Regions from separate parts of the Zea mays genome. Here all the other regions are linked to region 3. A link is a contact called in public Hi-C data. All regions are on one chromosome and are shown on one strand. The core of a region is the stretch at or near the end of the contact, and the rest is flanking DNA. Distances in the headings are between cores, read along the strand shown.

Evidence for each region. A called contact is a pair of places that touch in the nucleus more often than the background predicts.
Region 1: a contact with region 3 is called in a Hi-C map of bundle sheath, with 2.4 times the contacts expected there. The contact joins the enhancer-like site here to the promoter of LOC100285373 in region 3. A contact is called at or near these places in 3 of 25 Hi-C or Micro-C datasets (bundle sheath, ear and tassel).
Region 2: a Hi-C map of tassel shows a contact between it and region 3, with 4 times the contacts expected there. The contact joins the promoter of LOC100276685 here to the promoter of LOC100285373 in region 3. A contact is called at or near these places in 2 of 25 Hi-C or Micro-C datasets (ear and tassel).
Region 4: a Hi-C map of endosperm shows a contact between it and region 3, with 4 times the contacts expected there. The contact joins the promoter of LOC100274322 here to the promoter of LOC100285373 in region 3. A contact is called at or near these places in 3 of 25 Hi-C or Micro-C datasets (bundle sheath, ear and endosperm).

The regions. Positions count from the first base shown.
Region 1 is chr8:19,876,677-19,884,371 of Zm-B73-REFERENCE-NAM-5.0, forward strand. No RefSeq gene overlaps it. Among protein-coding and RNA genes, the nearest start is that of LOC103636803, 14 kb to the right of the region's middle. Within about 2 kb of position 5,360, at least 13 of the 20 cell types and tissues checked have an H3K27ac peak or open chromatin away from gene starts, as enhancers often do. A contact at or near this core is called in bundle sheath and ear, where this site is marked.
Region 2 is chr8:19,775,632-19,782,584 of Zm-B73-REFERENCE-NAM-5.0, forward strand. It overlaps LOC100276685, which reads right to left and starts at 2,269. Exons shown (of 3, transcript NM_001150412.2): 1 at 2,093-2,269; 2 at 869-1,799; 3 at 1-380. The coding sequence starts at 1,761. The coding sequence ends at 212.
Region 3 is chr8:20,282,335-20,289,778 of Zm-B73-REFERENCE-NAM-5.0, forward strand. LOC100285373 reads left to right here and starts at 4,506. Exons shown (of 13, transcript NM_001372211.1): 1 at 4,506-4,903; 2 at 6,624-6,798; 3 at 6,963-7,046. The coding sequence starts at 4,680.
Region 4 is chr8:20,574,369-20,581,254 of Zm-B73-REFERENCE-NAM-5.0, forward strand. LOC100274322 (UDP-glycosyltransferase 74B1) reads left to right here and starts at 4,835. Exons shown (of 3, transcript NM_001360567.1): 1 at 4,835-5,585; 2 at 5,778-6,162; 3 at 6,425-6,886. The coding sequence starts at 4,878. The coding sequence ends at 6,762.

The DNA.
Region 1 (7,695 bases), core at 4,110-6,609, 400 kb before region 3:
CGGACGAGTGGGAAAAGGTTGACGGCGTGTTTATAGAGGCAGGGGGAAGAAGTCCATGCTGAGGAGGTAGCCGGGAGGTGCGGAACTCAGTTACGGTGTCCGCGATTCTAGTGAGGAGGACGGATCTGGTGCCATGGGCCCACTGGTCATTGGCATGGAGTAAACGCAGGCGCCCAGCACGTGAGGTTGACAGGGGCGGCCCACACGTCAGCGCGATCTTAGCAGTGGCGTGGCCGACCCGCACGGAGAGAACTGATTTGGCTCTGACGAATGAGGCCCGAGTTCCAGAGAGCGCATGGTGTGGGTGCGGCGCGTTCGTGGGGGTAAGGTGGGCCGCTCGGTGTAGCTCTGGTGGGCTGAGAACCAAGGATTGGGCCCATGTGGGGTTTTACTTTTTCTTTCCCTTTTTCTTTTCTTTTCTACTTTCTTTTCCTATTTCTTTTATTTTTATTTTTAAGTTTTCAAATTTGAATTCATGTTTGTGGAGTACTGAAGTTTATACTGAGGTTAAATGTCTACGCTCAAATAACAGTATGAACCGAATTTGTTTATTTATATATTTATTTTATCTATTTTATAGTATTTTTCTTATCTTTTCCCAAATTCTAGAATTCCACCTAGGTCTTTAAATCCAAATTGGGCTACTAATATGTTTCTATTAACATTATTTTTATTGTTACCAAATGCACACACAAAGAAACTCCGACATGATGCCTAGTTTACTTAAGGGTTATTGGCCAATTAACTATTTTAAATATGGTTATTCCCATATCACAACAAATAGAGGTAAAACATATAAGCAGGTCATTTCTATTCTCATTATTTACAATTTGGGTATTACATATATAGCATGCGCCGGTCACTAGCTAGGATCGATCAGATTGAACTTGCAGTTTGAACAATCTAGCAAGTAGCAACTCAATTTCTACCGCATCCTATAGATATTATTAGATTACTAGGTATATAGATATTATTAGATTATACGGTGCGGTATGTACTCATGCATGGCCAGTCGATGCATGCAGCTCTAGTAGCTAGCTTTCACGTCGATCACGATCGATCAGATATTATAATTGATTGAAGTCGGTAGCGTACCGCGTTGCCTTTAACCCCGTTGGATCAGCCGTGCTCCGCATAGGCGTTTATCTTAATAATCATTTCAATCCAAGCATATCGTACTGTGCTCTAGGTCTATATATCCATCTATTCTATTGTATTCCTATCATGAATTCATGACATGACAATAAATATAAGGAAGTTGGGCTCAATGACTGGACGCAGGAGACAGGAGTCCAACGGCCTGTGTGGCTGCGCTGGAGTGCTCTGTCCAACGGCTTTTCCTTTCACAGGCCGCATGTCCCCTCTCTGGGCCCCGGACGGGCCGGCCGCCCGCACTCGGCCGTTTAGAAATCCAGAGGACCTGCGACGGAAATGTGACCGTTGGAACTGCCAGCTCCCGCCGACCCGCCCTGGCGAAGAAATTTTACAACGGTTATGGTGCGGCTTTGCAAACTTAATATTTTTCTTGTAGATTTTATTTTAAAAAATCACCATCCATCATAGCAGCCGCCGAGGATGGTTCCAGAAGAACAACATTGACTCGGGAGCAAGTTTGTACGTATCGTTTTAACTTGTATCGGACAATGAAATCAATTGTAATTTTGATAAAAAAAGATATACATACGATGGTAGACGTGGAAAGAAAGGAAGAGGAAATCAATAGAATATGATCGAGAAGCTAATCTCAGTGAGTGTCTAGGCGGTCTCCTTATTTATTAGCGCCATATAATTAAATCAGGTTCTGAGAAACCGAATGCAGAAGAAAACCGAAAACTACTCGTCAGTCGAGATGTCTGCGATTCGCGACGCTGCTCATGTCGTGATGGTGTCCGCCGACACCACTACCCGCTCCACCGCCAATCCCAATCCCACCTCCAATGCCTCCACCAGCTCCGGCGCCGATGCCGCCTCCACCGCCTGCGCCAATGCCCGTGCCGCTTCCTGCATTGAACCTGTCTCTTGCACCGCCGCCGCCTAGTCCTCCTCCTGTCCCTCCTCCAAGTCCGGCTCCACCACCAATGCCACCACCAAAGCCGCCTCCGCCTCCGAAGCCACCTCCAGCTCCACCCTCGATGCCTCCGCCAGCTCCGGCGCCACCACCAAAGCCGCCTCCGAAGCCACTCCCAGCTCCACCCCCGATGCCTCCGCTAGCTCCGGCACCAAGCCCGCCACCGGCTCCGACGCCGCCTCCAAAGCCGCCTCCGCCTCCGAAGCCACCCCCAGCTCCACCCCCGATGCCTCCGCCAACTCCGGCGCCGCCTCCAAAGCCACCCCCAGCTCCACCCCCGATGCCTCCGCCAGCTCCGGCGCCAAGCCCGCCACCGGCTCCGGCGCCGCCTCCAAAGCCGCCTCCGCCTCCGAAGCCACCCCCAGCTCCACCCCCGATGCCTCCGCCAGCTCCAGCGCCACCACCTAGGACGCCTCCTGCGCCTCCACCGGCACCGAACCCGCCGCCGCCACCACCTCCACCTCCAAATCCACCGCCACCGTCTAATCCTCCTCCACCTCCTCCTTCGCCGACACCTCCTCCAAGTCCATCACCTCCACCAATTCCCCCTCCCGCTCCGCCTCCCGCTCCAAAACCACCCCCACCGGCACCACCAGCTCCTACTCCACCACCACCTCCAAAACCGCCGCCGCCACCAGCTCCAACCCCCACCTCCACCTCCGAGCCCCCCGCCGCCACCAATGCCAGCTCCACCACCAGATCCTGCACCCGCTCCACCTCTAAACCCTGCACCACCGCCAATGCCGCCGCCTAGACCACCACCACCTCCTCGCCCAGAGCCAGAGCCACCGCCGCCGTCCATCCCACCCCCTCTGCCACCTCCCGCACCACTACCGATGGCACCACCTCCACCGGCGCCGATTCCACCTCCCGCCGCACCACCTCCTACACCGGCACCGCTACCACCCTTACCATGTTTCTTGTCGCAGTCTTCGGCTCTAACCATGCCAGGCCTCCACGCCACAGGCTCTCGCCGTGCGGCAGCAGTGGTCGCCGCCCACAGAACAGACAACAGCAGCAACGACATCGCCTGTTGGTGGCCCATGGAAGGCAGTCTAGGTCTAGCCATGGCTTATTACAAACTCAGCTATGGAAATGGAACTCCGTCCTGCGTCTGCATGCTATGTGAGGGGAAAGCCGGCCGGGTATTTAAACGCGAGATCGACGACGTGCATGCTGCCACGGACATGGACATGGACGCCAGCCACCAGCTTCGGGGGTGTTTTAATTGGTGGCGGACTGGCGGGTGAACGGCGAGCGTGGGATGGTTGACTTAAATGATTTGCTAAAGCCGGTTGGTTCTTGGTTGGGTCATGGGTGGCGCAGCCTTTTGACTTTTGATGAGGTGGACTCAGGCTGCGAGAGCGAGCTGCAGCTGCAAAGCAACTGGGCTTGCATGCAATTCATTGATGCATGCAGTGCACGCCGCCGCCATGGCGCCCTGCTCTGCAAGTCTGCATGCGTTCGCTTACTTGATAGATTGGCATGCGTCCTTTTGGCCTGTGACGGGCGCTCGGACTTGGGAGTTGGGATGCAAATGCATACATTCATGGCTGCATGCCTGCATCCATTCATGTCTACAACACTTTCGTCTCTCCCCCTTTTCTGAGGACTGAACACCTATTACGTACCTGCCTACCGAGCCCGGACGGAGCACAACTGTAGTACATGCGTGTCCAAAGTTTACAGAGGAACTGTATATGTTTCGCAAAAGACGACACTGTGTCAGCCGTCCGTGCGGTTGCCGCACCGCATGCACGCTCACATCCGACCGTCCTTCTCTAATATAGAGCTCGGCAGCTGGCACCTGTGCCTCCAATACATCTAAACACGGAAGAGTAATAATCTCTACTCTCATCCTTCCTTCCCATGCATCTCTTTCTGCTCCTCTCGTCCTTTTTCTATGGGCCGACCCATGCTCCGATCGATCTATAACAGCACATATGTTCAAATGATAAAAGTACCTAAAATTATAGAGGTTTGAACTATGATTGTCAGCTCCAAACATACATGCATACTTATATAGCACTACCGGAATTCGCGCCTTTGCCGAGTGCCGGTGGCTTTGCCGAGTGCTTTTTATCCGTCACCGTTACTTGGCGTCGTGACGGTGACTTTTCTTTGCCGAGTGCCGTTTGGCACTCGGCAAAGTCTTTGCCGAGTGCCCGGCAAATAGTACTCGGCAAAGAGGCTGTTGCCGATGTACAGTTCACCGAGCGTTCTTTGCCGAGTGTTACACTCGGCAAAGCATTTGCCGAGTGTAAATTTGCCTTTGCCGTGTGTCTGAGACACACGGTAAAGGAGCTGATTCCGGTAGTGTAGCCAATATAACACACATGTTTTTTTATATTTTATACTATATACTCAAGCATAATATAGATTTTTTATGAAAAAATAAAATCGGGTCTAGCCCATCGCGCCACACCTAAGGGCCAGGCACGACACGATGACCAGGTTGGATTGCACATGCCCGTTGGACAATGGGTCTGGCTAGGCTAAACCGCGTCGAGCCAAGAGCCACCTAGCTGGCTCGCCTCATTTTGACATCTATACTCGTACACCAATGATGTGGCATAGACAGTCAGCGACGCAAAACAAGACGATGGGCCGTGTAGGCAGGGGCGCAGGGCTACTAGGTGTCAACACATCATAGTTGTCAGGCCATCAATTAAGGTACATGGATTTTTGACTTGGTAAAATTTTGGATTAGTTAGGTTCGATTTAAGATTATAGTTGTTTGATTGAGGGGGAGAGTAGCGTCGGTGTGAGCACCGTCGTACCTCATGCCTGCAAGGCCTAATATCGCGAGGATGTGAGGAGGACCCCGCCACCACCATCCTGACAAGCCGTTCGGAACTTTTGACTGCTTACTCTGGTGATGGCAAGATAGAGAGGAGGGAGAAAGAGACGACAACCTCTAGGGTTTGATGTTGCATGAGCCACCTCATGGCATGAGATAAAGCGAGAAATTGAAATTATAGTTTATCACTCAGTATATGAAATATATTTAAGCATCTTATATGGTAGATGTCTTGAGATCGGGCATAACAACCAGTTCAAATATGGGGTAAAATCGTTGTAAAGGTTTATAATATCTTTAAACAGCTATTCTACTTAATACTCACGGACACCTCATCAACCAGTGTCTTTGCTAATGTATAAATAATTTTATTTTCAATTTGTGACGCCCCCACGGCAAAAAAAAAAGAAGCGTAGGGCACATGTTGGGCCTAAACCCAACAAAAGCCCAGGCGTGCGTTGGGCCACATTTCGATGGCCGAGAGCGCGTGGAGTGCTTTCCTTCAAGAACAACAGAGAAGAAAAACTTAACGAGGAGAGACGGCGGTAGTAGAGAGAGTCATCGTATATCATTCATTCGTTTCGCAGTTCGCCTTTCAGAATTTCTACGCGCGATTTGTCTCCCAGCTCGAACTGCATGCTGCAGGAGACTGATAACTCCAGGCGCAACGAGGACGAGGACGAGGACTGCAAATATATAGGAATTTCTTGGGATTCCAGGGCCGTTCAAATTTCCGATCCCAACATCGGACAAACGCAAGCCGGTGCTGTCGGCTGTCGCGCTTCTAGCTAGCTAGCGGGCGGGCGGGTATATATACGGCTGGTCAACTGTGTTAGAAATCTCAACGGAATTAACGGCGAGCTGATCAGCTCGGCATCGACAAAGTTAGGCCCGGCGGACACCGGGCCACGGCTGCCTAAACGCTGGTGGACCATTTTATTAGCCCGTGTCCTCATCGGGAAGAAAACGGAGGGAGAGCCAAGGTACTGACAGACAGCGACAGGATCCAAACACCGTCCATGCGTTTTGGACACTAGCTAGCCGCGCTCAAAGTCTGGCCGGATTACCCATGATTTCGGTTTCAGAGTGGTTCTGAGAACAATCGCGTTTTCGTTCCGAGAATATTTACGTTTTCACAATCGACACGTAGAATTGGAACAGAAAAAAGGTTTATACGGTTGAAATGTAAAATTGGAACAAAAAAGAAGGGTGTTATTATGGAGTTGGAACTTGGAACGGTCGGCTCGGTTATGCCGAGTTATCCTTACGCAACTCATGTTAATTATTAGACTATATTTAATATTTATGACTGGCATTTAAATATTTAATGTGGCACAAAATAAACTTTAGTCGGGAAGCCAGCACTCGTTAATTTCCCCGTTCCCCGTTCGCTTCGGAGAACATGGCAGCCAAGGATACGACTACCAGTGTCCCTGTTGCGATTACGGAATGATGACAGCAGTCGGCAGAACCAGCGGAGCGAGCTTGCCGTATACAGAACGTACAGTTCGTAGTCAGTTTCATTTTTCTTTTCCCAAACAAATATCGAAGCGCCATACAAAGTTGCCAAGTCGGCTTAAACTTCGTCTAAAAAATGTAATCAGGCGCGCAATTTTAGATTAGCGGAAGGAAGGGTGAAAAGTTAATGTAAAAAATGAAGATTTGGTCTGTTGTTCTTTGGTCTATTCGAGGCGACGCTTTAATTTGTCGCTATATAAGAAGGAGCAAATGCAACTATGCAAGCCAGCCATTCGCGTCCGTTGCGACTTGCGAGAGCTCGGTCTCGTTCACTCAGCTAGTCACTAGTCAGCTAGCTCATTGAGCGGGGGAAGAGGCTCGGGGTCCGGTCCGGTCCGGTCCGGTTCGGCCATGGCGACGCGGTGGCAGCGCTGCGCGCAGCTGCTCTCGTCCCACCCGTACCACGCCGCGATATCGTCCTCGCCGTCCTTCTCCCTCGGCGCGCGCGACGACGACGACGGTGATCACGCCGCCGGAAGCAGCCTCGCGCCGCCGCACGACAGCGGCCGCGTCGCCGTCGCCGGCGCGCTGGCCTCGCCGCGGACGGCCAGCGAGCTGCCCCCTGGCGCGGTGCTCGCCTCCGACCGCTTCTTCGTCTCGCCGGCGCCCACGGCCTCGCTCGTCGACGACACGGCGGCCGCGGGCGAGAGCGATAGCGAGGCCCTGCGGGGGGCGGTGCTGGTGGAGACGTACGCGAGCGACCCCAGGGCGCAGTTCCTGGAGTCCATGGCCGGCATGGCGGCGGCGTGCGGCGCCGAGGGGATGCCCGAGCCGGAGTACCGCGAGTTCATGGAGGAGCTCCTGTCCTGCTACCTGGACCACAACGACCGCCGCGTCCACCGCCACGTCCTCGCCGCCTTCGCCGACCTCACCGCGCGCCGGTGGCCGCCCAAGCGGAGGCGGCCCATCCTGGAACTGATGAAGATGAATCCTTGTGTTAGCGGCAGATGGTAACGATCAGATTCAGATAGTTCGTCGAGAAGCAGCTGTACAGATTTTATTTACATTGTCGTAAGAACAGAACTAAATTCTACTAGTTCCTTCAGAACTAGCTAGAGAGGTCAGGTGTGTCCCCATGCTCAATCCAGAAAAATATAGCAAGTTATTAAAGTACCCCGTCAAAGATAAAATTTTGGTGGTTTTCAAAAAAAAAAAAACGCCATTCCCAGCCCGTTTCTAAATATAAGGCGTTTAGAATAATCTATTTAATTTAAAGTTATACACGTCAAATGTTCAAAAGAAAAATAAAGTGAGTGCTGCCTCCAGCTACCTCCATCTCAAAACACAGTAACTTGCGAGCTTGTTCTAA
Region 2 (6,953 bases), core at 1,019-3,518, 510 kb before region 3:
AGCAGAGCACAGCGCCGTTTCTTCTCGGCTCCTCCGTCACGTACAGTTTGCTGCACCGAAGGAACAGACTGACGGCGGCGACGTGCACCGGTGGGTTGGGTGAGTGAACGATCGGCTACGATCGCCTGCCCCGTTGGCGTTGCCGTGCAAGGAGAAGTGGGGAGAGAGGGGGGAACGCCCGCGGTGCGCCGGCCGGCCGGCCGGGTGGAGATCACGTCGCGACCACCATGCCGGCCATGAAGATGTCGTCGTCGTGGAAGGAGGAGGAGGAGGAGCAGGAGGACAGCGGGGACGCGCCGCTCGTGCTGTTCTCGGCTTCCTCTTCCTCCAGCTGCATCTCCTGGTCCCGGCAGTCGGCGCTGCAGAATGCCTTCTCGCCGCTGCAACACCACGCAACCAAGATTGGTGAGAATGTGGACGAATTATACGATGGCGAGTGTTCAGTTCAGCTGGATGGAATGGAAGGGCCTGTGCTCTGCTAACGGACGGTTCAGTTTTCGTTTGTGCTGGATTGGTGGGTCGGAACGATTATTGTTTCTCTAATTTATATAAACTTTGATTAACTGGAACAATTTCGGGTGCAATCCGACGTAATCGAACAAGGCCTTACTCAGCTTGGAACCGCCTCTAATAAAAAAATTGATGGTATTTGGTAATGATGCAGCATGTTGTCTAGCTCGATTTTAACATTTTTTTTCATTCTCCGAAAAAAAACTAGCATTGCTGTCAGCTGAACACTGCATGAATCAGTTTGGTGCGCAGTTCTACTTCACTCGGATCAACGTCTCATTCTGATAAAGCCAGTATCTCTTCTCTGAAACCCTTCCCCCCGTCAGGTCAGGTCAGATTAGATTAGATAATGGCATACCGGTAGATGTAAATGTCGTTGCCGTCGAGCTTCTTGTTGCAGGCGAAGCAGGAGCTGAGGAAACCATCGGCCTCCGCGGCGCACTTGACCACGAAGTAGCGCCCGGCGGCGGCTCCATCCTCCGATTCCACGGCGGCGGCCTCGTCGTCGCTGGCCCCGGCCGTGTGGGGCTCCAGGATGCAGTCGCCGAAGATGTGCGTCGTCTTGGGGTTGGGGCCACGCGCGATGACGCGGGTGTAGTCCTCCGACTGCTCGATCTCGCTCGCGGAGACCGAGCCCACGAAGCGCCGGGACGCTGGCACTGGCAGCGAGCCCGGGCCCGGGAGCTTACCGAAGTCGAACGAGTTGCGCTTGGCGTTGCCGTTGCTGACGAGGTACGCGCCGGTGTCCGACCTAGTGGCCTCCTCAGGACCAGACTTCAGATCCCCGCGGCGGAACTGGAACCTGCTGCACGGCACCGACATGGCGGTGGCGGCGGCGGCGGCCGCGGTGTCCGGCGCGGGGCAGGACATCGTCTTGCCGAGCTCCGGCTGCGAGTGTCCTCCTCCGCCGCCGCCGCATTCCTTGGGCGGGGAGCTGTGCTGCCTGACGAGCCGCAGGCGCGGGCTGAGCAGGCAGTTGGCGGCAGCGGTGTCGGCGGCGAGGGCGTCGACTAGTCCCGGCGCGCCCCAGGCCCTCCTCGGCGACCGGAGCAGCAGCGCCTTGGGGTCTAGCGGCGACGTCGGGCTCCTCGACGACTCCGCGTCCGGCGCGCGCTTGGCGGCGAATCCGACGAAGAGGCGCGGCACGGCGAAGAGCGCGGCTCCGGAGCCGTCGGCGCGGGGCCGGGCGTCCCCGCCCCCGGCGGAGCCGGACGAGTCCGCGGCCCGGTCGGGCACAGTCCTCCGCAGCATCGCCGGCCTGCCCGCACGCCTTGCACGGGCGCAATGTCCTGAAGCCGGGGGGTCGGGGGGTCAAGGAAAAAAGGTCAGATCCATCGCCATCCCGCGAACCCACACGACGTCCTCGCTTCTCGACGCCCGCCCGTTCTAGCAAGGCGTCGCGTGTGGAGCAAGAGGAAAGGAGGACGGCGCATGCGTCGAACGAACAGCGGGTTCGTGCAGCACGTCGGCAAAAGAAAAAAAAGGCAACAAAAGGGGAGAACGAAGCGAACAGGGCAGAACAACGCGACGAGCCCGACGAGCACCCCCGGCGGCCCGGCACACCACCTCACCCACCCCGTACCTTTTTTCTTCTTCTTCTCGCTTTCGCCTTTGGCTGGCTGGCTACCCCCTCTTCCTCCTCGTCTGTGTGTCTGACTCCCTCTCACGCACCGCGCAATGGCATTGTGCGAGAGAGGAGAGGAGACGGGAGGAAGCGGAGGGAAGAGAGCCCGTGCTGAGGTGAAGAGGGAGGAGGGAGGAGAGCGAGGGAACACAGTTGCAGTGAAATCACACTGGCCTATAGATGGCCAAAAAGCACGAGGCACGTGAGCCCGGCACGAAGCCCGTTTTTTGGGCCCGGTCCGAGCCTGGCACGGTAGAATAAGCGGGCGGACTTGGACAGGAAACTAGGCACGGCGGGCTAGCCCGGCACGGCCCGTTTACCTCTAAGCCCGTTATTTTTACACTAAAACGTGCTTACCGGTCCGTTTAGCCCGCTTTTCGGCCCGTTTTTTCGTGCTAAACGGGCCGGCCCGGCCCGTTTAGGCCCGCTGCGGGCCAAGCTTGGACATAAAATTAAGCCCGCTGGCTCAGCAGGCCCGGCCCGATTTTTGATCGGGCTTAACCGGGCCCGGCCCGGGCCGGACCGGGTGGCCCTTTTGGCCATCTCTACACTGACCTGCTCTACTTGTACGAATTGATACCCCTCGCCTCTGTCCCTTTGCATGCATAGAAATCAGAGACGCAGTCGCAGTGCAGAGAGAGAGAGAGCGGGCTATATGATAGAAAATCTCTCTCCACTCTATATTTATCTATATTTAGAGGTTTGTCAGGTCCTTTTATTGGTCCAGTAAAAGGCACTGTAAATGCTCCTCTAAATTGTAGGGGCCAAATTCACCCGTGTAGAGGACGTACGACAGTTCGCTATGCATTTGTGACTGGCTGTATGTACGCTCTGCGCTATTCGTGCCGATCTATTTCACCCGATTCTCGTGCCGATCTATTTCACCCGATTCTCCATAGGGTATGTTTGAATGTTTTGTAGTATGTACCGTATTTTAGTGTAGGGGCATACGAACCATCATTTTCCGTATGTCCGATAGAAAAAAAATTGTAGAATACAAAGTCTGGTTAATAGGTTGTGTAAAAAAATAAAAAAGCGTAATTTAGGCTACATAATCAAGGATGCAATATGTAGCATATTTTATTTTCGAGGCCTACAAACAATCTGTTTCTTTATGTCCGGTACGAAAATAACTGTAGAATACGAAATCTAGTATCACTGTCCACATATAGGACGGAATTTAGAGTGTACTGCTAGAGAAGGAAAATGTATAAAGAATGTAATCTTTTAGAGTGCGTTGTAAATGACAAAAAATATTTTTTTATGAGATGAAATTTAATATTTTAAATAGATTTGTATGAAATTTAATGGTAATCTTTTTTTACGTTATCAATCGGATTATTACAAATAAGATTAAAATTTTGCATACATCATTGTATACATTATTTTGTGGCATGTAATAAAAAAAAGTGGAAAAATCATTTGTATCCGTATCTGAATCAAATTCGAATTTTAAATCTATCATTCGAGAAAACCCATAAGAAATGCAATGTTTATCTTTTATGAATCTTCACAAGCTTAATGCTAAAAAAATACGATTTACATAGTAGATTCTATATCATATTATTTCACAATCAAAGAAAAAAAGACCAAACATTGGTATTCCATTAAGTGTTAGTTTTCATCCCTACGCGCCAAATCGTTTTTCTAAAGATAAAATTAGCCATTACTGTAGTTAATTAGTTTACTTTGGTTACCAACGATCTTAGCAGTAAAATTTTATTCACTTCAAATCGAATTGAGCAAATAGTTGGACAGAATTTCGAATCTGAGACCTCTGTTTTATATTCGTATCTGGAACTATCTATATCTCTATTTGTATGTAGATTAAAATACAATAAAAAAACTGATATCACCCACGCACCCACCACCCCTGGAATGCCATTCATTGGTGTCAGGGAAAGGAGGCAGATGTAACAATTTAATTGTGCTATTATGTACTGTACACTTAGAAATGCCACGTATGGTGCGGGCTCGATGGGACCAGCTCTTGCTGGGCCCCACGCCCTGCGACGCAATACTACCAACAAGTAGCAGTACCGTATAGCTTTACTTTCTTTGGCCTGTCATTTCAGCTACATTATTGATTGCGTGTCTCTCAAGAAAGTAAAAAATAAACAATGTTTCCACCACATTATATATATATAGTTTATATATTAGAAGCTCTGCGTTTCTAATAACTAGAGCAAACCCATGTCGGACGGTGCAATCCGGTCGAGCCGAACTACATCCGGACGTCTATAAAACAGGACCCGGAGTGATAGGGTTCGGTTTTTTACGCTCCACCCCGATTCATTAGCGACACCGCGTGCGACGATGGTGGTTGCCCCAGAGCGTGCGCGGCGGTGGACCCCTAGTCGGTGCCCGCAACTTTATGACCTCGACGCGCGGTGGCGGAGGTTCCTCGATCCGGAGTAGTGGCGGCGGTTCCCAGGTCGGTAATGGCGGCTCCCCGATCCAGAGGGCGAGCGACAGCGGGGCCCTTATGCGGGCAAGCGGCGGCGGCCCCGAGGTCACGAGGAGGCGGCACTTCCAAGGCCGGCGAGCAAGCGACGCCCGTCGACGTGCGAGTAGCGACGGCGACGCATAAGGCGCGATGTTCGAGCGAGCGACGTCACGGAAGGTCCGAGATGCGCGCAGCGATGATCGTGCGTGACATCCTCTGATCCGGCGCCGTTTTCTTTTCGATTATTGTGTTTTATGCCTACCACATGTATTATTTACGCCAAAAACTGTACGGTTTTATGCTTAAACACGGAGTTCGTATATCAGTTTACTGCATGCACATTGGAAAGACAATTCCTTGATTTATGTTATTCGTAATTTGCGCGCATGCAATGAAACTCCCACGATTTTTGCCATAATTTTTGGATCTGTATAAAATAGAAACCGCATGCATGCGGCTGCCATGTTTTCGGATCTGTCATAAAAATAAGATAGTAAAAACAACCTACTAAAGCTATCAACCTCTCACATTGACTCGGTATTTATGCTTATAATTGAGAGATTTTATGCTCAAAACTTAAGGTTTTTACGCTCCACTCAGAGATGCGTCCACCAGTGAACAACATGCCAGATTTTTACGCAGTGTAACGAATTGCATAAATACCTACACTGTGTAGTATAATTTGTATAAGTATATATCATAAACTAGTTCTAATGTGTTTAGCTGCATGGCTGTTGGAGGGATCCTTTATTTACGAAAAAATAAAACATTAAATGCGATTTTTTTGTTTCTATGCATGCAATTCATTTCTTTTCATTGCATATTCTTTCCATCATAAAATCATGTGCATGCAGTTGGTAACAGATTTTACGCAGTATAACGAATTGCATAATTATTTACACAGTGTGGCATATTTAGTATCAGTATATATCATAAAATGGTCATTACGAGTCTAGCTGCATGGCTGTTGCAGCGATCCTAAATTTATGGAGAAAATAAAGCATTTAAAATAAAACTGTCACATATATCTTTCCTAAATTTACGCGCATGCAAGGGAACGTGTTTGACTAATGCATGCATTTTGCCATAATTTTTGGATCTGTATAACCGCATGCATGTGGCTGCCATGTTTTTCGGATCTGCCATAAAAATAGGATCGTAATAACAACCTACTAGAGCTATCAACCTCTCACATTTGATCGGTATTTACGCTTATAATTGAAGGATTTTATGCTCAAAACTTAAGGTTATTACGCTCCAACCCGGAGATGCGTCCACCAGTGAACAACATGCCAGTTTTTTTACGCAGTGTAACGAATTGCATAAATAGCTACACCATGTAGTATAATTTGTATCAATATATATCATAAACTAGATCTAATGTGTTTAGGTGTAGGACCGTTGGAGGGATCTTATATCTATGAAGGAAATAAAACATTAAATACGATTTTTTGTTTTTATGCGTGTAATTCATTTCCTTTCATTGCACATTATTTTCATCATAAATTTGTGTGCATGCAGCTGGTAACAGATTTTTACGCAGTATACCGAATTGCATAATTATCTACACAGGGTAGCATATTTAGTAGCAGTATATATTATAAAATGGTCCTTACGAGTCTAGTTGCATAGCAGTATATATATATATATATATATATATATATATATATATATATATATATATATATATATATATATATATATATATATATATATATATATATATATATATATATATGACCGTGTTATCGTGTAAAAACATTGTTTTATATGGTAGATACCATTTTTATAGATTATAGTTTGAAATAGTAGTTGAGACAGATGATCGAAGAAGAGAACTACTAGAGTCATGAGACAGCCTAACAATCTTGTGGAGCGGCAAAAGACAAAAGAATAATGGTTTTGTCACCATTTTTCTCGCGTAATAAAAGGAACCAAAATATGTGCTTCTCGTCTGTCACGGTACAAAAGGGAGAAATAAACAAGAGGACCTTATACACCTTACAGAAGTTTCAAGAGCCCAGGATAGGTTATTTCAAATATAATGTCAGGAGCCTCGCCCCGGCCGATGAATCTAGCCCATTTTTGCCTGCCCTGTACATTTGAGCACCCTGCGCATTAATTCGTTCCGTTCCGTTCAGTGCTCGTGTAACAGGATAGCCTGTATAAAAATAAAATTCTAGTCGTCGACAGGGACCCCCGTCGAGCGTTGAGAACTTGAGACGAGACACGGAAGGTCCTAATCTATCATCTTTTTTTTTTCCGGCCTCCAACCAGCGCGGAGGAGACTCTCACTCACAGTCACCGGCAGCCGACAGTTAAATGTGAGAAGCAGGATCTTCGGCGTCGCCGTTCCGTGAACCTGGACGCCTT
Region 3 (7,444 bases), core at 3,256-5,755:
TACGAGTATTAAATATAGTCTAATTATAAAACTAATTATACAAACAGATACTAAACACCGAGAAGAATTTATTAAGTCTAAGTAATCTATGGTTAGCAAATGTGATATCATATGGTAATCTACTATAAGCGTTGAATTCGGTTTGGATGGCCACACGCACGCACGCAGCCTGACACAACGGGACAGAAAGTCCATGTTTCGGCTGCCTTTCCAGGAGCCGGAAGCTAGGCGATCGACAAAGGAGACGAAGCTCAAAACGGCACCCAGATTTCAGAGGAGGTTTACCCGCGCGTCATGCTTCTGCCTTGTCTTGTGGCTAGGAGAGGGAGAGGACCGAGGACGTAGTACAGGTACGGCCGCCGGCTGGGGCCTTCACGGTCGCTCGTCCAACTAATCCGCTCGCATTTACCAGCAAGCCGCGCAGACCGCAGTTATGGTCGGGTCGGCCTAATTTAAGCAGGACTAGTAACAGCAAAGGCAGCATTTTTTTGTGACAGGACTAGGGATGGCAATCGGACGGGTAGTACATGGATATATAGTTCGCGAATCTATACCCGCGAGACAAAACTCAACCTATACCCTACCCATAAACGTTCGTGGGTATGGATCAGTATCCATACCCGTACCCGTCGGGTATCCGCTATCCAGTGGATACCCGTTACCCGCCCGCCCACTACAATTTTAGCATTAAACACCAAACGACAATTTTATTACATTTCAAAATAATTATCATTTCAATAACATTAAATGATAATTTCAGCACCAAAAAACATGTTATGGATAAAAAATAAAAAAATAAGAATTTATGACAATATATAAATCCGGATGACCCACATATTAGATATTCATTGGGTAACGGGTATGGATACTGGATATCAATACCCGCGAAAAAATATCCGTGGATATCTTATTATATCCATAATCATACCCGCCGATATCAAATTGCACCATACCCATATCCAATGGATAATTATCCGCGGTTATTTACTCATAACCGTACCCGTTGCCACAGGACAGTCACCTGCACTGCACTGTAGTAAAATGTACATGTGCGATCTGATGAATGAAACAGACGATGCACCGCCGCCCATCAGACAAAAGCCACTTTCCGATCGCATCGTCCTCACACGCTCGATTGGGCGGGGGGGAATCCACATCCATCTCCTAGCTTCTCTCTGCGCGCGTCGTCTCTCTTTCTGTCTGCCGTGTCCCGTTGTTTTCTCGGCGCTCGGCGGTCGGTGAGTGAGGCCCCTTGGCCACCGTGTTGCTTGCCCTTTCGGTCAGGACGACACGCGTAGATGCGACAGATAGGATGATCTCCGAAAGAGACGTCCGGCGGCGGGACCCGAAGCGAAAAGCGTTGAGACCGACGCAACGCAACGCAACCCTGTCCTGCTCCTTGGTCCATCTCCCCACTAGAAGCGGCGCCGGAGCGAGCAGAGCACACAGCGGATAGAGAGATCCGCCGATCGGGACGTGGATCCATCAGCCCGTGGCGTGCGTGTTCCGGACCGGTCCGGGGCAAGCTCAGCTCGGATCACCATTTATGGCCGCCGGAGCACGAGTTTTTTTTTTTGCCGGCGCTCGTTGTGGCCGGAGGAGGGGGACTCGCCGTCGTCCTCGGGTGAGTCCAACGATGGATCCCGTAGACCAAGGAACAGTGAGGACGGGATTTGCGTGGCGTTGGCTCATTACTACCGTCTCGGTGTGCGTCTCTCTCCCTCTGCACTGCACTCGAGTGCAGTTTTTTTCCTACGGGGTGACGAGGAAGCGAGTCAGCGAGGAGACGCCGTCTTTTTCACCGGAGAAGATGGATGGATGGATGGAGTAGGACCTAATAAACTGGTGGGAAAAAAAGGTCTAGGCAATTTCCTGCCTTTTGCTTTTGCAGCCTACCTCACCTCGTCACCCACGCTGCACGCAACCGAGGCCTACACCAACACCACTTCTCATCCTCGAATCGAATCAAAGCAACGGCCGAAGGGGAAGAAGAGGGGGAAAAAATAGCAGCGGAAGGGAAGGGATGGCCATCCCAATAGGCCCATGCACAGGCATACCGGCCCAGCATTTGCAGCTTTAGGCCCAAGCAAAGCAAAGGAAGAGAGTCGCGAGGGCATGGGAGGACAGTGGCCAATGACGATGGTAGGCCGCGCGGTGGCGCGCGGGCACCGACCGGACTCTTGTAGGCAACCTTGGATTCCGTTTAGTTCTCTGCTAGCGAAGGCCCCCCTCTTTCGACGTCGGGGGCCCACGATGCAAACGCTGGGCCTTCCCAGCCTCCCTGCCAAGGTTCACACGTTTGTCCATCCATTCAACCATTCGTCTTCCTCTACGGACTGTTGGAATTATTATTATTTTTGTTTGAAAAAAATGGAAAAGTATTATTATTATAGAGTCTTAAAACATGTAGTAGAAGAAAGAAAGGAAAAAAAGTTGATTGGCCTTTGTACCGCCCGCGTCAAGTGGCCAACAGCTAACAGTACTCACTACCGCCCCGGTTCGCCGGCTCGTCGTCGTCGTCACGCTTGCAGAGTTGCAGATGCGTGCGTGCGGTGTGAACCTGGGCGCGACAGATCCCACTTCCAGGAGCAAATAATCGCGTGCTCTGCTGCAGACATGGGCATGGTCGCAGCGAGGGCAAGCAAAACACTGCCGATGTGGGCCGTCCAGTGCGTTCGTCCGTCGTCTGACCTGACCACCACGCCGGTCGCCGCCACGGCGCCACGCTCATGTCGCGCCTGCCATCGAATAGGAAAAAAAAGTACTCGAAACCAACAAGGAGCCAGTCTACTACTCTACTTTAACACGTCGGATGGATCGATCGATGGGAATCCTAGAAATTAGACAAGGACGGCGGAGTGGGAGTGTGAGACACAGACACATGGTCTGTAGCTGGCTGGACCCGTGTACCAGCGAGAGAGAAGATGCGAATAGAGGTTGCAGAAAAATGTTGCTGCTGGATCCTCTCTGTATCGGGAGAGTTTTTTTTTACGGATCTGGAAAAGAGATCGAGAGAGGGGGATCTGATGGAGACGTAGCTAAAAAAAACTCCCGCCTCCTCGTGCTGGCTGGCATCTGAGCTGGGCTGGCACGCACGCACCTGCCCTGCGGCCTGCGGGGGGAGCGGCTGACGGATCCGCCCGTCTGTCCGCACCAGGCTGGCCGGTCGCATTATTTTTTTCTCGCGTGGCGCGCGACGCGAGGCGCTGCCCCTGCTCCGGGTCCGGCGCGCGGGCAACCTGGCATGCCGCCGTCCCGAGCCGCGGCTCGCTTCGCCTCGCCTGCAGCAGATCTCGGTTCGGCGCCAACCGCAGGTCCGCAGGGCACGAGACAACTCGTTCTTCCGCGGGACCACACATCCGCCGCGTCGCGTCGTCTGGTTTCCTTCCGGACAAGGACGGAGCAGCCGGAATGCCCGATGCATGATGCATGAGATCCGTCCAAGGCGCGCGCGGTCCTTGTCCGGCGGCCGGTTCGGGAGGGGGAACAACTGAACAAGGCGGAGGAGCCCGGGCCCGGAGGGGAGTCAACGAGGCCGAGCCGGTCGACGTAAACGCGGTCGAGGTGAGGCTCATCGGAACCTGCAAGTCAACCCGGGTGCGCCACAGCGTACACGTCCGATGACATAATTACTGAAGCATGTTCGTAACAATTGACGTGTTACTTTCCGTTTGCTTGCTGCAAATAACCGAGGTTTCCATCATATGGTAATCATGGCAACTGCATACCCGGGGCGCCGTTCAGTTCCTCACTGCACTCACTGAAAAGGGGAAAAAAAACCCGCCACGGTTTTTACTGGGTGATCAGGCGACGCATGGGCTCCCCCATGTGCAGTGCTGGACACTGGACGGGATCACGGGACACGCATGCTGCTGGCGCTCATCAGGGACAGACAGGATCAGGGAGGGGTACCGGGGCGGGAAGGCCGGCCGCGGTCCACGTGCCCCACCAACACCGCGGAAAACTTTGACCCAGCCCGTGCTGCCTGCTTCAGGTCCGTCCATGGTCCATCTGATGCTGTCGTGCCTGAGGTCTTGTTTGTTTGGATTCAAAAACACTTTTTAGACCAACGCTACGGTGTTCTGAATTTCAGTGTGCCGTGCTAAAGTATCTGGATGCATTAAATTCTATGTTTTTTCTTTCTTTCTTGAAAGCATAGCAGAACGGTGCCTGTCATTCCATCCATCCATCCATCCATCCATCCATCCATCTGCTGATCGAAGACTCCAAAGCAGGCAGGTAAAGATACGTACCCCAGCGCAAGCAAAGACAAAAACCAAACACAAGGAAAACAACATTTACTCCAGCTGGAGGAGCTGTACTATACCCCCACTTGCCTCCGGGCGTCTGTCCGTGGACCGAGCTTTGAGCTCTCCCCATTTCATTAAAACTTCCTCTAACCTGCCACGAAAAAGTCCGATTAGTTAACGCGATCCAGCGCTGTATGAGTGTATGTATATAAGCGGCCCCCGCGCGCGCTGCGAGCGACAAGCATCGTCATCGCCCCCGTAAGAGTGAGGCCCAGAAATCGAGGGGCAAAAAGGAGAGGGAGAGACCGAATACAGCCGCTTCTGTTCTGTGAGGGGGAAAAAAAGAGAAAGAGAGGGACAGAGAGAGAGAGAGGGAGTGCCAGGCCAGCTGTGGGGTGTGTGTGTGCCTGTGTGGGGGAACTGCTGGGGATGGAGAGCGAGATGGCGGACGCGCCCGCCGCGGCGATCCCCGCCGCCGCCGCCGAACCGCTCGCGGCGGTGGCGGAGGAAGGGGAAGGGGAAGCGGAGGGGGAGGCGCCCGCCGAGGCGGCGGTGGGGTCCACCCTCACCATGGAGCGCGTCGCCGCCGCGAAGAAGTTCATCGAGAACCACTACCGTTCGCAGATGAAGACCATCCAGGAGCGCAAGGAGAGGTACTGTACCGTGCCGGCCGTGCTGATCCCGTGATCCGGTCCCCCCCACTCGCCCGCGGCGCCGGCCGCCAATTGGAGCTGCTGCTCGCGCGCGGCTGGGGCTAGATCTCGCGCGCCGCGACCTCGATCGAGGGGCCTGGGCTGGGGTTAGTCGTCGGCGTCGTCCGAGCTCGCGCCGCTGGAGCTTGCCCGTCGGGGCGCGCCAGCTTTTCGCTGCCTGCTCGTGGGACGAAGGGTACCGTGTATTAGTACGAGTATACTAGCACCCTGGTGGCCATGGCTTCAGAAGTTCTAGAGTAGCCTGTGGTGTAGTGCGAAGTTATAGGTTCTGGTGAATTGACACCTCTGCCTGCAATCTGAGGTCCGGCGTTGCATGGTGTATGGATGGTTGATAGTTCCAGCTCGGGGAGGACCGGAGACCTGGTTGCACTTGCTATTTTCGAATGCTTAGCGTCTGCTAAACGCATCAGGCAAGATTAGTTCAAATTGCTTGCATGTAGTAGCTTTTTTTGGCGCTAAAAACTGTTACGCTGAGCTTCTAGTGCTCCCCGCTGTTTGACTTGGATGCCCATAGCATTGTTGTCGAGAAGCTTGTTTGAGGACAATTGAGCGAAAAACAATGCGGTGATTCCGCATCTGCCTTTGACATAGAGTTGCTCAAGTGGCGCAAGAGTTTGTCGCACCCTCGCACGCGCTCCTTTTGTTTCCCCCCATTTTTTTGGTTTGGTAGCGTGTAGTCGGAGTTGTTTGTGCTGGTTTCGAATCACTATCAGACTCAGTCCTGGTGTAACTATAACATGTTTCCTGCTGCTTGTGAACTGAGATTGGACTGCTGGGTATTCTTCTCATGGTCTTTCCATTAATAGGCAGTGGATGACGATGCATGCTCTCTAAAACACACTTGTTCTACTTACTAATCATGCTATAAATTATCTTATAGCAATAACCCATTAATTACATCACAATATTTCCAGCTTTGGCATACATTTCCCTTTTTACCTATGGGAATAGTTGATATCTGTTTCCCTTTTTGTTGACAAGGAAACAATGCATCAGATGCCAGCTGTATAGATACTTTCCTGAACATTGGACGCATATGTAATCAAGTAGAATTATTTTCTACTCCCTCCGTCCCAAAATATAATTCGTTTTAGACAAAGTATACATTCATTCATTAATTAACCTATGAATGTAGTTTATACGTATGTCCATATTCATTATCATTCATTCGAATGTGGACGAAGAAAAAGAGGGCTAGAAAGAGCTATATTTTGGGACGAAAGGAGTACATATATATACTACCTCTGTCCCAAAACACTAGATGTTTTAGGATTTTTAGGAAAGATTAGTGCTCAAAGAAATTACCCATGTACCCCTATTTATTGAATGAATAAGCCCCTCATTAAAGAAACACATGGAGGCATGTGCAGACTGCAATCGCAAGCTGATATGAGTCAAATCTTTTGTCCTAGAACTAAAACATCAAGTTTTCTAAAACACACTTTTCAAATGTTGATCTTTTTTATACTAAGCATGCCATTGATTTATGGCCTACTGCATATGGTGCTTGATCATGATATTGTTATTGGTTGACCTGACATTGCAATTTATTGTATTCAGATTGCCTTCTATCCTGAGATCATGAGTTTATTACCTTTATTTGAAGAAGGTGCATCTTTCATTCACATCTATTCGCTTACAAAAATGTAATGCATTGTAGGCGCTTTAAATTGGAGAGACAGCTAGCTTCTTCTCAAGTTCCCAAGGAGCAGCAAATCGATTTAATAAAAGATCTTGAGAGGAAGGAAACTGAATACATGCGACTTAAAAGGCACAAAATTTGTGTGGATGACTTTGAGCTGCTCACTATTATTGGGAGAGGAGCTTTTGGAGAGGTCTGCAAACTGAATTTTGTCATATATTTTTCCACATGTATCTGTGTCCATAAATGCTTAAACTCTAGGGACAGCAAGGCATGTTCTCTTTGAGATGTGTCAACTGTTGCGTTTGCCTTTAATAACTTATTTCTGAGATTTTGTGTTCATAATGTATATGACAGGTTCGATTGTGTCGAGAGAAGACCTCCGGCAACATTTATGCAATGAAAAAACTCAAGAAGTCTGATATGGTTGTCAGGGGCCAAGTAAGATAGCTTGCATTTCTGGCTATTTTCGATTTCTGTTTTGGAGTTATAGTGGCTTCATTGATTTGTTTACGTTTCATCTACATACTTGATTGAAAAAAAATATGTGAAAGTGCCTTTTCTATTCTGTGAGTTCCTTTTCGTTTAGTATACCTTTATCCTATCTCATACAACCAAGAAACACTGAAATAATGAATTAGTAGAATAAATAATGTGATGATTAATTTCCTGTGAAAGTGAAACCTGCATCCCACAGTTTCTCTCATCAAAGGCATTATTCATAACTGTTTGAACTTTCTTTATAAAACAAATAAATGATGTGCGAGAGAACCGTGAAAGTGATAAGACTAGTGCCGCAAAGGTCAATTTTCCTGAGCTTGATCTTAGTAGCTACATTT
Region 4 (6,886 bases), core at 3,585-6,084, 290 kb after region 3:
ACTAGAAATTAGTCCTCAGAAACTAGACACCCCCTTATGGCTAGTTTGGCAACCTCATTTTTTAAGAGAAAAATAGTATAGATATAAACAAAAGGAGAAAAATATCACTGTATGTACCCAGTTGCGCATGCAGGCCTATGCAGGATAAATCGATCGAGCGGCCCACAGCCGCGATTCCCGCCCATGGGCTGCGGGCCGTCGGTTCCCGCGCGAGACAGGAGGGCCCATCCGCGCCAGTCGTTCTCGTTCATCGCCGCATCAATCGATTACGTAACACCTCTTTATTTAGATTGTTTTCTCTCTTTTTTCGATAATAAATGGAGATTACGCTCGATCGGTGACATGTGCCAGGTAGCTAGCTGCCGTGTCTTACGTGTGTGCGCGGCTGCTTTGCTCGGTTTCGCCGGCCGGCGTTGGACTCGTGCCCGAAATCAGCAGCGAAACAATGAAACACAACTCTGTAATGTATCCGAGTCCAAGCAAAGCAAGCACGCTCACGAACGGCGGCAGCGTGCCGTGGCGTCGGAGTAGTGTTTCGCTACAGCTGGAGGTCTAGATGGAAGAGAGAAGCATCGGAACCGCGCCCTTTTATTTTATGGGTCTCGTAGCAGTAGTGGACGCGCACACGTACGTGCACGCACGTGGCGCGGCGTAACGTGACGTGACGTATGGCATGATGCGGAGCCAAGCACAGGCTGACACTGACAGACACGGCAAGTTTTCGCTGGCTCTATCGCCCGCGTCGATCTGGGGATTCATTTCGCACAGTGAATGGCTCTAGAGTTGTGTTGCTTGACGACGAAGGCTCAGCGCGCCAAGGCCGGGCGCACGCGTGCGTACGCCCGAAAAAGGTACTACACTAGCTAGTAGCTACTACTTTGTTGCAGGCCTGCAGCATGCATGGCGTTCTGGAGCTTAGGGTATCCGCAAGCGTTACCTCTAAATTTTTCTCCCTATATCACTTTTTCTCTCTATTTTTCTTTTTATTTTTTCATCTCCCGTAGCGGTTCCCCCTAAATACTCTCCATATATCCATTACAACTATAAAATATCATTTTCTATATTAACTTATCAATTTTTCATCTACTAATAATTACTCGTGGACCCACAACACAGTGTTTAGGGATGAACAGTGACACACTATATCTGGAGGGAGAGAGAAAGGGACCGGCGCGTAGAGGCGCTGTAGGGGCACTGCTGCGGCCGTAGAGTGCCCCTACAGGCAGCATGCAAGGGAAGGGGCTGCCCAGGGGACAGTGTTGCAGTTAGCCTTAGGCGCGGTGCTGTCGTACGTTTCTATTCGTCGATTGGTTCCCTCTGGCCGTGCAGCCACACTCGCTCGACCGGTTGATCCGATAGGGACGTTTTGACGGTACGAACGACAATTGGCGTTCAATTGAATTTTGCATTCGTTCGTGCAGCCCATGTCTTCCCCGTGTAGACAACTAAACATATGCTTAGTAAAGATCAATGCACGAACAAAACGACAAGGGCATCCAATTAGACAAGTGCACCGTGTTGTTGACGAATTACTTAGTACTACCGAGAAAAGGCTCCCTCCGTGCATCTTTGCAGATTAGAGAAGATAAATTGTGTTGGAAACAACCTCTATTTGGCTATTTCACACGTGACCAATATGTTGCGCGCGCAGTGGTGGTCAGCAAACGGAACATTCGTAGCTGTATATATATCCATTCACACAGTTTATTTGTACTATATGTCTATACGCGTTTCCTCCCCCCAACCCCCCAAAAAAACTGATAAAAGCGCGTCCTTTTAACAATTTCTATCTTGTACCATAAATCAGTTTTACCACTGATAGATTGAAGGGTCATCCATGTTAAGTAACCCTAATTAAGGTTATATGGTCAAATACCAATTTTACCACTGAGGGTCTCACGTCTCTATATAAAGAAATTTGTACCCTCTCATAAGAGAATAGAAAAAAAAGAGGCAAGAGACCAAACCCTATATATTGTGTCTCATTTGTTCTCTGAGTGTACGGATTGCTGGGGAAGGGAACAGGATTCTAGGACTTCTCGCGCCTCTACTGCTGACAGGAGGGAAGAGAGCGGATCTGGTAATCTGTGGCAATATAGTCCTCAACACGTTATCAGCACGCTTTACCTCGACATTGCTGCGGGATTAGATCTGCATCAACTCTTCGTCAAGTCGAACTGTCCTACGCGATAGGCTTCAATTCTCCTCTATGTAATTAAGCGGTATGTATCACGTTGAGGATGAAATCTTGTACTGCTATTCAGAGAGAAAAATAAAATAGCATCGGGGCCATGCTGCGCGCTGGCACCCATGCCCGCGCCAGCAGTCACGCCGGGGGGGGGGGGGGGGGGGGGGGCGTAGCCATGCCGTGGCAGGGCCCGCATGTCACGCCGCACACCGGAGGTCGTACGCCGCATTGGAAGAGCGTCCATCCGCGAGGGGCCACGCCTGGCCAAGCGAGGGCGGCTGGTCTGGGGCGTGGCGCACCAACTCGGGACCGCTTTCTCGCGGTGCATCGACCGTGGTCGAGCCCGTATCCGATCAAATTCACGCTAATCTGAGGCAGGCACGTAGGCCACAGCTGGGGACATAGAAAAGCGGCAGGCGAGCAGCACCTGGAGCAGCTCCGCCGCCGCGGTGCCCTTGCGCCGCACGGGTGCGTGGTGTGATGGTGCCCAGAATGTGCTGGCACACACCACGATCGCCTGCTTCATGACGTGGTGGCAACACAATGGAAGAGAGAAAACAGACTAAGTCAGAGGGGTTGGCTATACAAGTGGATCTGAAACAGTGAGAGTGGGAACCGTGGCTACATGTGAAAGCCCCTGGTTGATTGAATGATAAAAAAAATCTCATGTGGTCCCCACTTTGCATGCCTTCCAATCCAACCCCTATTTTTCCTCCGACATGGCGACATCCCATGAAAAGCAGATCTGCTTGCATGTGCAAGCCATGTCAGCGGCTAGAAATATATTTATTTCAAACATCTACTACATATTGGTGTCCATGTCCATCCCAAGTGCAGACTATGATGGACAACCGGTGTTTATACCTACTAGATGGGATGTAATTTGCCAACCTAATGAGTTAGATGGGTTAGGCATTTTGAATTTAGAGGTACAAAATTAATGTCTCTTAAGAAAATGGTTGAATAAACTTCTCAATGAAGAAAGAATGTGGCAATCCTTTCTGAGAAGAAAATATCTGGTCAATCAAACCTTATCCCAGGCACAACAAAGGGCCACATGTTCACACTTTTGGAGTGGCCTTATGAAAATTAAGGATTTATTCATCAGTAAAGGTACCTTTCAAGCACATGATAGGTCCCAAGTGCGTTTCCAGGAGGATGATTGGTTTGGGTTGGAAGCATTAAAATATTGATTTTCGCTTCTATATAACTTAGCAAGGAGGAAGAACGTAACAGTGTCCTTAAACATATCCTTTCGTAGGGGTTTGGTACACCAGTTGAGAGTCCAGTTGTTTCAACTAGTGACACTGGTGGCACATACTAATTTGGATATTAATAGGGACCCGTTTAGATGGAACTTGACTACTAATGGGTTGTTTACTGTTTAGGAACTCTCAGCAGTGGGGTGGAAGTGGATAACAAGGAACTTTGGAAACTTAAGATACCTTTGAAAATAAAAGTTTTATGTGGTACATCAAAAGAGGTGTAACTTTTACAAAGGATAACTTGGCTATCAGGAATTGGAATGATAATAAGACCTATTGCTTTTGTAGCAGACTGGAGACAATAAAACATCTGTTTTTCAGGTGCTCATATGCGTCTTTCATATGGCGTTTGTTACAGATAAATACGGGGTCGAGACCTCCTCGGGATGCTAATGAATTGTTTGGGGTCTGGGCGAGGGGGCTGCTGGTAAGATCATGCCACTAACTATTAATTGTTGCATTTGCACTTCGTTGGGCTACTTGGTGAAGCAGGAATGATGTGGTTTTCAATAAATGGTCTCCTAAATCTTGTTTGCAGGTAATCTTTAGGACAACTTATTGGTGCCTGCTTCTAGACCTAGCTTTAGCCTAAAAGGGAGGACCAAAAGTTAATAAAAGTCTTCATGTCGTAATGTGGAGATGGTGCTACTACATTTCCACAATTTTCGGATGGAGATCTTTGTTGCGTTTAACTTTGTAGTAGCTTTGATTTAGTATTGGGTGTTTTTGATGAGATCGTGTGATGGGTCAAGACAATATGCTGCCTTCGGTTGTAATAATTGGTCATAACCTCGTTTGAGACCAAGTTCGAACTATGTTTTCGTTATCTAAAAAAAATTAGCATAGACAGATGCAATCTATAATGGCACAACATCACAGATATAAAAAAGATAACATATTTGAGGAGTGACCACAATCAAATCATGACTGCACAAGGCATAGACAGATTCCATTTATTTGGTAACGAGATTAGTAGCATAGAGATTGCAGTTCAAACAATTTAAGTTTTAGAAAAATTTTGCGTCGCTATGTCAGGTGGTCTTTGTGGCAAATCCGAAAGAAAAAGCGGAAGATGACAGGAACCACGCTAGCAATTCCGGAGGTACAAGACAACTAAAAGTCGAAGATGACAGGAACCACGCTAGCAATTCCGAAAAGAAAAGCGTATTTTTGTTGGCTTGGAGCCAGGAAAGAAAGAAAGAAAAGGCTGGACAGACAACTCCATCAACAACCAAAAAAAACGTGCTACGACACCAGTCAATGGTCAACTCCGACTTCGACTTTCCAAGTTCCAACGAACGAGAAAACTTGCGCGCCACGCCGCTGTGCCTCCACCCACAGCAAAGGAACGCCTTATTTATTTACTCCAGGGCCCAGGCTCTGATCACTACGAAGTGCGAACTCAAAGCTGAAGACAACAAACCATGGGGAGCACAAGCACGAGCGCCACCTCGTCTTCCTCCTCCTCTGCTGCCAGCGGCCCCGGGGGCGGCGGCGGCGCACACGTGCTGCTCCTGCCGTACCCTGGCGCGCAGGGCCACACGAACCCGCTGCTCCAGTTTGGCCGCCGCCTCGCCTACCACGGCTTCCGCCCCACGCTCGTCACCTCCCGGTACGTACTCTCCACCACGCCGCCCCCAGGGGAGCCCTTCAGGGTGGCAGCCATTTCCGACGGCTTCGACGGCGGCGGCGCGGCCGCGTGCCCCGACATCGCTGAGTACTATCGCCAGCTCGAGGCCGTGGGTTCGGAGACGCTGGCGGAGCTGATCCGGACGGAGGCCGCCGAGGGCCGGCCCGTGCGCGTGGTGGTTTACGACCCGCACCTGCCGTGGGCGCGCTGGGTGGCGCAGGCGGCCGGGGTGCCGGCGGTGGCGTTCCTGTCGCAGCCGTGCTCCGTTGACGTCATCTACGGGGAGGTGTGGGCGGGGCGGCTGCCGCTGCCCGTGGTGGACGGGAAGGAGCTGTTCGCGCGCGGGCTGCTGGGTGTCGACCTCGGGCCCGACGACGTGCCGCCGTTCGCGGCCAGGCCAGACTGGTGCCCCGTGTTCCTTCGGGCGACGGTGCGGCAGTTCGAGGGGCTGGAGGACGCCGACGACGTGCTCGTCAACTCATTCCGCGACATCGAACCCACGGTGAGAGAGGTTACCGTACCGCGCGTCACCACGGCCGGCACGGCACCTGTTTGCTGTTTTGCTCAAGTGAATTTTCGCTGCTGAAGCAAGCAAGTCCATGATTGCTCTGTTGTTTCCTTTGATTCCACTTCGCCATCACAAGATTGATTTTCTTTTTTTGACACATTTTTGCGTTGCTAATTAACTGAGCAGGAGGCAGATTATATGTCCCTAACATGGCGCGCGAAGACAATAGGCCCAACGTTGCCATCATTTTACCTTGATGATGACCGCTTTCCGTTGAACAAGGCCTACGGATTCAACCTCTTCAGCAGCAGCGACTCATGTCTGCCTTGGCTTGACAAGCAGCGTCCGCGTTCTGTAGTTCTCGTATCCTATGGAACTGTTTCAGATTACGACGAAAATCAGCTAGAAGAGCTTGGCAACGGGCTGTACAGTTCTGGCAAACCATTCATTTGGGTTGTGAGGTCGAATGAAGAACACAAGCTGTCGGATGAGCTTCGCGACAAGTGCAAGGAGCGCGGCCTTGTTGTCTCTTGGTGCCCACAGCTCGAAGTTCTTGCACATAAAGCTACAGGTAATATATGGGAAATGGTTATTCTCTTACTCTTACGGGCTTGTTTGGATGCTATAGTATTCATCTCAGCACATATTGGTTGAGGGGGTTTCGGGTGTAAATTAAACTAATTTACACCTTAATCTACCTTAACTTATATACATTGTACTAAATACTAGAGTATCCAAATATAGCTTATATATATATATATATATATATATGAGGAAAAATGAGACAAACTGGCAAGGAATGTGAAATTTAGTTGCGTATTTCAAACATGCAGGCTGTTTCTTCACGCACTGTGGATGGAACTCGACACTAGAAGCGATTGTTAATGGCGTGCCAATGGTGGCAGTACCACACTGGGCTGACCAGCCGACCATATCGAAATACATGGAGAGCGTGTGGGGCTTGGGTGTCAAGGTGCGCAAGGATGAGAAAGGCTTGGTGACGAGAGACGAGGTGGCGAGGTGCATCAAGGATGTCATGGATGGGGATAGAAAAGATGAGTACAGGATGAATGCCAATGTGTGGATGAAAAAGGCCAAGGAAGCTGCACAGTACGGAGGGAGCTCGGACAAGAATATTGCTGAATTCGTCGCCAAGTATTCATCAAGTTAGTTGTCAAACAGATTTTTTGTGTATCTACAAGAGCCTATTTTCACGACCCAGAATCTGCGTCATAAGTTAGCAGCTTTACCGCTGCGCTCCCGCCTTTGAAACGTTGTCATAAGTTAGTACTCCA